2 separate regions of the Sus scrofa genome follow, and region 1 is linked to region 2. A link is a contact called in public promoter capture Hi-C data. All regions are on one chromosome and are shown on one strand. Each heading gives the region's core, a stretch centred on a gene start, on an enhancer-like site or on the middle of the called end of the contact. The rest is flanking DNA. Distances are from core to core; before and after follow the strand shown. Region 1 holds the start of HMGN3 (high mobility group nucleosomal binding domain 3). Region 2 holds the start of SH3BGRL2 (SH3 domain-binding glutamic acid-rich-like protein 2).

What was found. Promoter capture Hi-C pulls out the DNA fragments that hold promoters and counts their contacts.
Region 1: a promoter capture Hi-C map of fetal skeletal muscle shows a contact between it and region 2, with 7 times the contacts expected there. The contact joins the promoter of HMGN3 here to the promoter of SH3BGRL2 in region 2. A contact is called at or near these places in 2 of 5 promoter capture datasets (fetal skeletal muscle and liver), 1 of 47 Hi-C or Micro-C datasets (embryonic fibroblasts) and 1 of 2 datasets of contacts at active chromatin or transcription factors (alveolar macrophages).

What each region holds. Positions count from the first base shown.
Region 1 is chr1:86,952,495-86,956,080 of Sscrofa11.1, forward strand. It overlaps HMGN3 (high mobility group nucleosomal binding domain 3), which reads left to right and starts at 1,974. Exons shown (of 6, transcript NM_001244502.1): 1 at 1,974-2,176. The coding sequence starts at 2,162. It overlaps LOC110260719 (a long non-coding RNA gene), which reads right to left. Exons shown (of 3, transcript XR_002344068.1): 1 at 3,041-3,586.
Region 2 is chr1:86,479,690-86,483,596 of Sscrofa11.1, forward strand. It overlaps SH3BGRL2 (SH3 domain-binding glutamic acid-rich-like protein 2), which reads right to left and starts at 2,116. Exons shown (of 5, transcript XR_002344061.1): 1 at 1,611-2,116.

The sequences.
Region 1 (3,586 bases), core at 724-3,223, 470 kb after region 2:
TAAGTGAAGTTAGACAGTAAAGGACAACCACCATATGACATTGCTTATATGTGGAATCTAAAAAATGAACACAAATGAACTTATTTGCAGAACGGAAACAGACTCACAGACTTTGAAAAACGTATTGTTACCAAAGAGGACAGGTGGCAGGGGATGGACTGGGGGTTTGGGATCGGCATATGCACACTGTGGTGTATGGATTGACTGGCCAACGTAGGACCTGCTTTATAGCACAGAGAACTCTACCCAGTGTTCTGTGATAATCCATGTGGGAAAAGAATCTGAAAGAGAATGGACGTGCATACATGTATAACTGAATCTCTCTGTTGTAGAGCAGAAATTATCACAACCTTGTAAATCTACTTCAATGAAATTTTTAAAAAGAGACAATGGGGATCATGTCAAAAGTACATAGACACTAATTTGAAAAGAGTCTTTCATATTGGGGTGATACGAGTATCAAAAATGTAATAACGGCAATGGATCGAAGCATGCCAAATATATATAAAAAAATACATGAGTTCCTAAAAATATGACAAGAAAGAAAGTATTGACCACTTCTGGAGTCTTCTAGGATATCAATTCATTATTCTGAAAATTACTAAAGAAAAACATCGGACATTAAAATTAATTACTTGATGATGTTGTTTTATATTTGCAGCCTCTGCGTGACCAAAGTGGATTGGGCCATATTTTAAGTTTTCATTAGGTTTTCCTATAACGTAACTTTTGCCTTCTAATACGATTATGAAACTAACCGTGCCTAGATTTGCTTTTTTAAAATGACTTCATATGAATGAAATTATTCAGCATGGTCTTTTGTATTTGACTTCATTCACATAACATTTTGACATTCATCCATGTAAGAATATTTTGTTCCTTTTTATTAAGCTGAATAGTATTTTATTGCATGTAGTTACCGCAGTCTGCTGAACAGTTCACTATTGCTGTTCCTGTATCTGTCGAAATGATGGTATTGTTATTTTTTCCTTTATTCTGTAATACGAAGAGTTACATTCATTGGTTTTAAGATGTTAAACCAATTTTTCATTCTCTGCATAAACTTCACTGATTGCGATGTCTTATCCTTTTAAATGTTGTTGGATTGATTTACTAAAAAAAACTTTTTCACTGAAGTATAGTTGATGTACAATATTATGTAAGTTCCAGGTCATTCACAATGTTTTAAGTTTACATTTCATTTATAGTTATTAGATTTACTAAAATTTTGTTCAAGACTGTTGTGCTGATTTTTATGTAGGATACTGATTTGTAGCTCTCTTTCCTTGAAGTCTTTCAGGTAAAGAATTACTTCATAAAATAAATTCAGAAGTGTTTACAGGGGCTGTTTGATACCTTGCAGAACTTCGAGGAACATTTAATCATGTATATTTAAATATATTTCAAATACAAAATAATCCGTTCTGGCCTTGTTCAGCCTTCTTCAAATTTCCATAACAAACATACTCTATTCATCTTCAAGCCTAGTTTAAAGGTGGCTGAATTAGCGAGTGATTTGTAATCAATTTCAGGAAATTATTCCTAAAGATTTGGGGGGATTATTGTCAGTAGATAACTGGAAGGGGAAACGGAGACACTTAGGAGTCGACTGCCAAACTCTTCCCGCTCTCCATCATATACCATTCATTACAAGGCTATACAGGAAATATAGCAAGTGCCTGCTATGAATACAATTACCTTATAAAGTTAATGTGTCCTCTTTTTCCTCCTTATGAAAGCCCCCACTTCCTACTGATACAATCCAAATAGGGAGCAGCCAAACAATGAAACTCCAGGATCTTGCGGCTTGGGGGGTTACTAGTTGAACTGAGCATGCTCAGTCGCCAGGCAGATTTGTCGGTGAAGTGGAAACTACAACTGCGCGTACTGTGCGCGCGGAGGTGGGCGTGCCCTCGTGGAATTTAGAACGTTGTCGCAGCCAATGAGGCCTCGCGGCCGGCTGCCGGGGCTTCTCATTGGAGGAGCGGGGAGGCGAGCGAGTAGAGGGCCCCCGGTGGGAGCCGCGGAGGTTTGGGTTCGGGAGGCCGGGCTACGCGGTGCCCTGCGCGTGAGCAGCTGCGGCGGCGGCGGCAGCATCCAGCGGCCGTGCCAGCAGTACCAGCCCGTCGCTTTACTTTTTAGCTGCACGAACACAGTCATTATGCCGAAAAGAAAGGTAAGTCTTACCAAAAAAAGATTTCGAAGGCCTTCAAATTGTGCTAACAGCAAACCTTGTCATTGCGATGGATTGTGCGGAATGCACTCGGTAGTTAACTTGGGGATTGTGAATCTCTGCTTCTTCACGCTTGTTTTCAGATGCCTGTTGCAAACATTGCTCCCTCCCTCTGGCCCTCCCTCCGCCCTCATCGATCTGGGAATGTTACTTTCTCTCCAGCGAAGCAGCCTCCCCTCTTTTAAAACTCATTCTGGACGGAATGGTTTCAACCTCGAGCAAGAAGCCAAAGCGCTTTTCATCCCCCCCCCCCCCTTTCCCGGAGGGGAGTTTCCTCTTTGCAAACTGCCAGCTTGTGGTTAGCGTGGAGGAACAGCCGCAAGAGGGGTGAACCAAGTACACGCGGAGGGAGATCGAGAAGGAAGGAAATAAGTAGGGGGAGATGTGGGGGTTACTCCCCTGGGGGCCGGGCCCACGCTGGGTGCGCGGCAATGGTTCTGAGGCCCCGGTAGAGGGAAAGCCATGTTTAAAATAGCGCTCACTCCCTGTTCGCCTCCGCTGCAGACCCGTATGTACCAACTCCGGTGTCACTCCGGGCCGGGGACAACGCAGGCGGGGCCCCAGGCGGCCCGGACTTGCCCGCAGTTGGCGGCGGGAGCGGCCTAGGTGGCCACACGCAGGACCGGACGTCGCCGGGGGCAGCAAAGGGCAGGGGCCGCTGGGTCCCATCCGGTCACCCAAACCCACGCTCAGGTCAGGGAGGCGGGGTCCGCGTGCCCCCGCGCCCCTTGGAGCGTACAGGGTATCAGGGTTACTCCTCGCGGACTAGTATGTCCCCTTCCGCGCAGGCCCAGGCCACCAACTTACTCGCACTGGGAGGCACGTTTCCCTCGGAGTCCGGCCGCCACTTGTCATTGTCCCAGGGAGGGAAGGGAAGGAAGGCTTTTCCCCACCCTGAGGAAAAACCGCGGTTTGGCAGCTGTTTCTAAGAAAATGCTTTTGCACCCTCTCACTGCCTGCCCTCGTGTTCACCAGTGAAGATACTACATTTGAAGCAAAATGGCAAATAATATTCTGCTTTATCGATTAAAGATGGTGGAATGATTTGTGTTAAGTGAATATTAAAATATTGAAGTTTAGCAGTGCAGACGCTTTTGCCTTTTTAACCTGTCTTTGCTAAGAATGTGGTGGAGGCTTGTGTCCTCCATTTAAAAAAAATAATCTTTAAAAGTTTTTAGATCTTAGAGTTTGTGGACACACTCTGCGCCTCATATTGTGGGTAGAGTTTGATTTAACATCTCATTTAATTCTCAGAACACCTGGACAGGTGTTATGGCAGTTGAACTGCAGCTTAGAGACACGAATTACCCAACGGCCTCACCAACCAATAGCTAGTACCAAAGATTTAATTAG
Region 2 (3,907 bases), core at 866-3,365:
TAATGGAATTGAGGAAACAGATGCAGAGTTCGAGAACTCTCTTGATATACTACCTACTGAACGAATAAGTCAAGTCACTGCATCCAACCAATTTTGACTTTGACTTGTTCATCATAAATAGTGCAGGCTTCTTTACACTATAAAGCATCCTTTCTGCAGTCAGTAAAACGCTATTACAGTAACTATATAAGTGTGCAGGTCCATGATGAAACCTAAAACTTTGCATCACTCTTATGAAGGAGTGAATTTGAAAAAAATCTATCCACGAAACAGTATGGAGTTTCCAAATACATGAAGTGTAACTTCAGTGGAGAAATCTATAAAAGGCAGGTATGACTAAGCAGCCACAAATAACAAGAAACACCAAAACTATCTAGGTCTGGGGACCAGGACATGCCTGCATATAAAGATAAACTGAAGTTTCCCATCTATTGTTACTAATGCAAAAAAAGGGCTTTTTTTTTTTTTTTTTTCCTTCCAGAAGTCAATTCCTTTTTAAATTAAAAATCTCACTGATGTGTTGCAAATTATTTCATTCCATCCTCCATCTCTTCTACTTCAGAAAACAAATTCTGGAAAAATCTGGTTGAGTTGCTGGGCAGGCAACTAAGTGACCAGACCATATTTTAAGCAATCAATAATGCACTTTTTGATGTATTTGACTATGCCTCACTAAAGAGGCTCTTAAATCTATAGTTTAAACCTGTAGTTTAACTCTTAGTTAAGGTAACCAAATCTTAATAATCATGTAAACACATTGGTCCAGTCTTAATGGGCTATCAAATACATGACTGAATTTTCCTTAAAATCTGACATCCACCTACGTAACTTCTTCCTCCCAAAATTCTTTCTTAAAAAATTCAAGAATATCGACCAAAAAAAAAAAAAAAAAAGCTTAAATAATTAAAGAGACCACAATTTATATATTTCAAGATGAAACTAACTAACATTTCAGGGGGAAAAAAACGCACCAAACGCACCACGTTTACATAGATATAAAAATATAGCACCCTAGGCAAAAAAAAAAAAAAAAAAAGGAGAAAACAAACCAAAAACCCGGGCACGACAGGACAAACCTGGTTGGCCACCCTCTTTTCGCTGGTATAAAACTGAAGAAACGCGCTTGGTGCCGGGTATGGGGTGGGGAGCAATTCCCACTTAAACTTGGTTCACTAGGGAGGCAGGTTAGCAAACCCAGCAGCCTAACAAGCTCCCTAACAAAACATAACCAAGCTGAAATTCCCAAATCGGCAAGAACTAACACCAAGGGAAGTGGGACCCACGAAGCTCTCGCCCTCCCCCCAAATTCCCAAGCCCCACAACTGGAGCTAGGGGCTCCTTGCCGAGTCCATTTCCCCGTCTCCTAGCAGGCCGAGCAGGGTGGGCACGTGGGTGGGTCTGGGGTACCCCATCCACCTCTGCTCCCCGCCCTATTCATTGTTGTCCAAGTGCAGTGGATCACCTGCCGGGCGCGGGCTCCCGCCGCCGGACGCGCCGCGAGCGGAGACTCTCACGGGCAAGCGCCGCGCGCTTCCTGCAGGACCCGCGCCCTACGCCCCTTACCCCAACAGAGCCGACACCGGCCAGCGGCCGGTCCCCTAAGTGCTCACCGCCACGAAGCCCGAGGAGGAGGCGATGAACACGCGGATGACCATCCTCTCGCCGCGCCGGGACAAACCGTCTGTCCCAGCGGGCTCCGGGCAGGCGCGGACGCGGAGGCAGAACTCGACTGAGAGCCGCCGCTGCCGCCTTCGCCACCACCGCCGGGCACAGCACTCGGAGCCGGGACGGTCGCAGGGAACCGGCTCCCTCCCGCCGGGTCCGCAGATGAAAGCTCAGAGCTTCCCGGCCGCCAACCGAGGTAAGGAGGAGGGGGAGGGGTGGGGCGGCAGCGGGCCGCGGAGCGTGCTGGGAGTTGTAGTCCCGGTCCCCTTCCTGAGTGGCGGGTGGACTGAGCTCCTTGCAGCCGCCTGCTTACTGCGCGTGGATCCCGGACCCTCGCGGGTAGAGAAGAACAGCCGAGGCCGGGAAGGAGCTGTGACAGGGGTGGCCGGGATCCTGGCGAGACCAGGGGGAAAAAAAGAAAACTAGGCGAGAATAGCCTGGTTCAAAGTCCAGGGTTGGGTGCTGTGTTGTGATTTACTGGCTTGGAGCATCCCCACCCAGAGACGTCAACAGACACCGTGGAGCCCGCAGAGACCTAAGTCTCCTGGCCGCCTGCGCGCCGTGCGAGCCCCAGGGACCCGCAACCGGCGGGGTGGCGCGGCCGGGCGCCCGGGAGGGGGTGGAGGGGCCGGCGTGGGGGGACGACTGGGCGCTCCTCTGTTTTCCCATAGGCTCTGGAGATTGCACAAGGTGATTGAGGGTAAATGAGCGGAATTCGGTTTTTTGTTGGTTTTTTTTTTTTTTTTTTTTTTTTTTTTGGTAGACGTTGAAAATTAGAAACCCAGGTGAAAGCACAACCGATATTTTATTTTTCTAGCAAACTTGTAATTGTAGTAGAAAAAAACACCAAGCGAAATTAGAATCCTGCTATCAACATCGGGAATCAGGACCCCACCCGCCGCTCCCCCTTCCTTACACAATGGCTTCGCCTTTCTGCACCTAATATTTACAGTTGAGCCAAATCTGTGCCTTTTTCAGACCTGCTGCGCATTCCAGCGCAGTCTCCCAGGAGGATGCTGTTAAATAAAAAGCTTTTATATAGTTGCTAATAGTTTAGGAATAGTTCTTCAGCAAGCGTTTTCTGTTTCACAAAAGCGCAAGCTCTCACAGCTCTGAGAAAAAGAACCAGTTTTCTCTGCATTACTTACTGTATTTACTTTCTTCCTTTCAGCAGGGGAGCTTTGCCAGAGGTCTGGGAACAACGTTAATTAATAGTTTGGGAAGAAAGAAATTAGATGATGAGGTCTCTGGCTCTTTGGTAGATTTCTTGCACAAACGCGAATAGTTTTGAAGCATTTGTTTTTTTAGAGCTATTTTGAATATTTCAAGGGTATAACCTTCCCTATTATTTATTGGAGGTCATTCCATTTTCCTTTTTTTTTTTTAATTTAGTGCAATAACAAGATACAGTCCTAATGGGACTTTATTTCTTCTTCCTGTTCAACCATTTTAAATATAAATTGTGCTGGCTGTAAATCCTCTCTCTGCAAATGTACTTTTATTTGGCTACTGTAAATGCAGAAATATTTATAATTTAAAATAATTTTATTAAGGTAGATACTGTATACTCCATATAAATGCAGTTTATAAAAGTGTAAGTTTTCTTCAGTTTGGAATTATGATGATATGGTTAAATGCAACAAATGAGAACTCAGAGTCTATCCTCTCTGACAGGTACCAGAGCGCATGAAAAGCGCATAAGTCATTTCCTCTGTCAGCAAGAGCATCTATGGACTGCAAAGGAAAAAGACAGATACGGAAATAGCGACAGAACAAGACACGCTGTACCAATAGAGTGTTGTGTGGATATAAAGGAAAGAGGGGAAAGATAGCCTTGTAGAAGAGACTTTGAGGGATCAGATGATGCTGGCAGGCAGAGGGAATGTAGAACAGAGAGGGCAGAGTCTGTGGGAACAGCAAGGGCGTTGGTTCCACTTCAGGAAGGGCTGGGAGGGTGCTAACTGGGCACAGCGCTGAGAATACTTTTGGTTGAATACAAGAAGGGGCTTCTCACTGGATGTTCTGCCCAACTCCTTGCCCTTTTCTGGAATCTGTTCCTCCACCTTGATCCAAGAGGCTGTAAAGGTGCTTTCTCAGCACCCTCTGGTTCATAGAGCAAGACCAGAGCCCTGGCCATAGCTGATCTGTCTAGGGGAGAAGTTCTGAGCCAAGCAAGGCTGGGCAACATCTCTGCTTTAAGGATTTGGGGTTGGAACTAAGAAAGAGGGAGAGCTTGAACTTG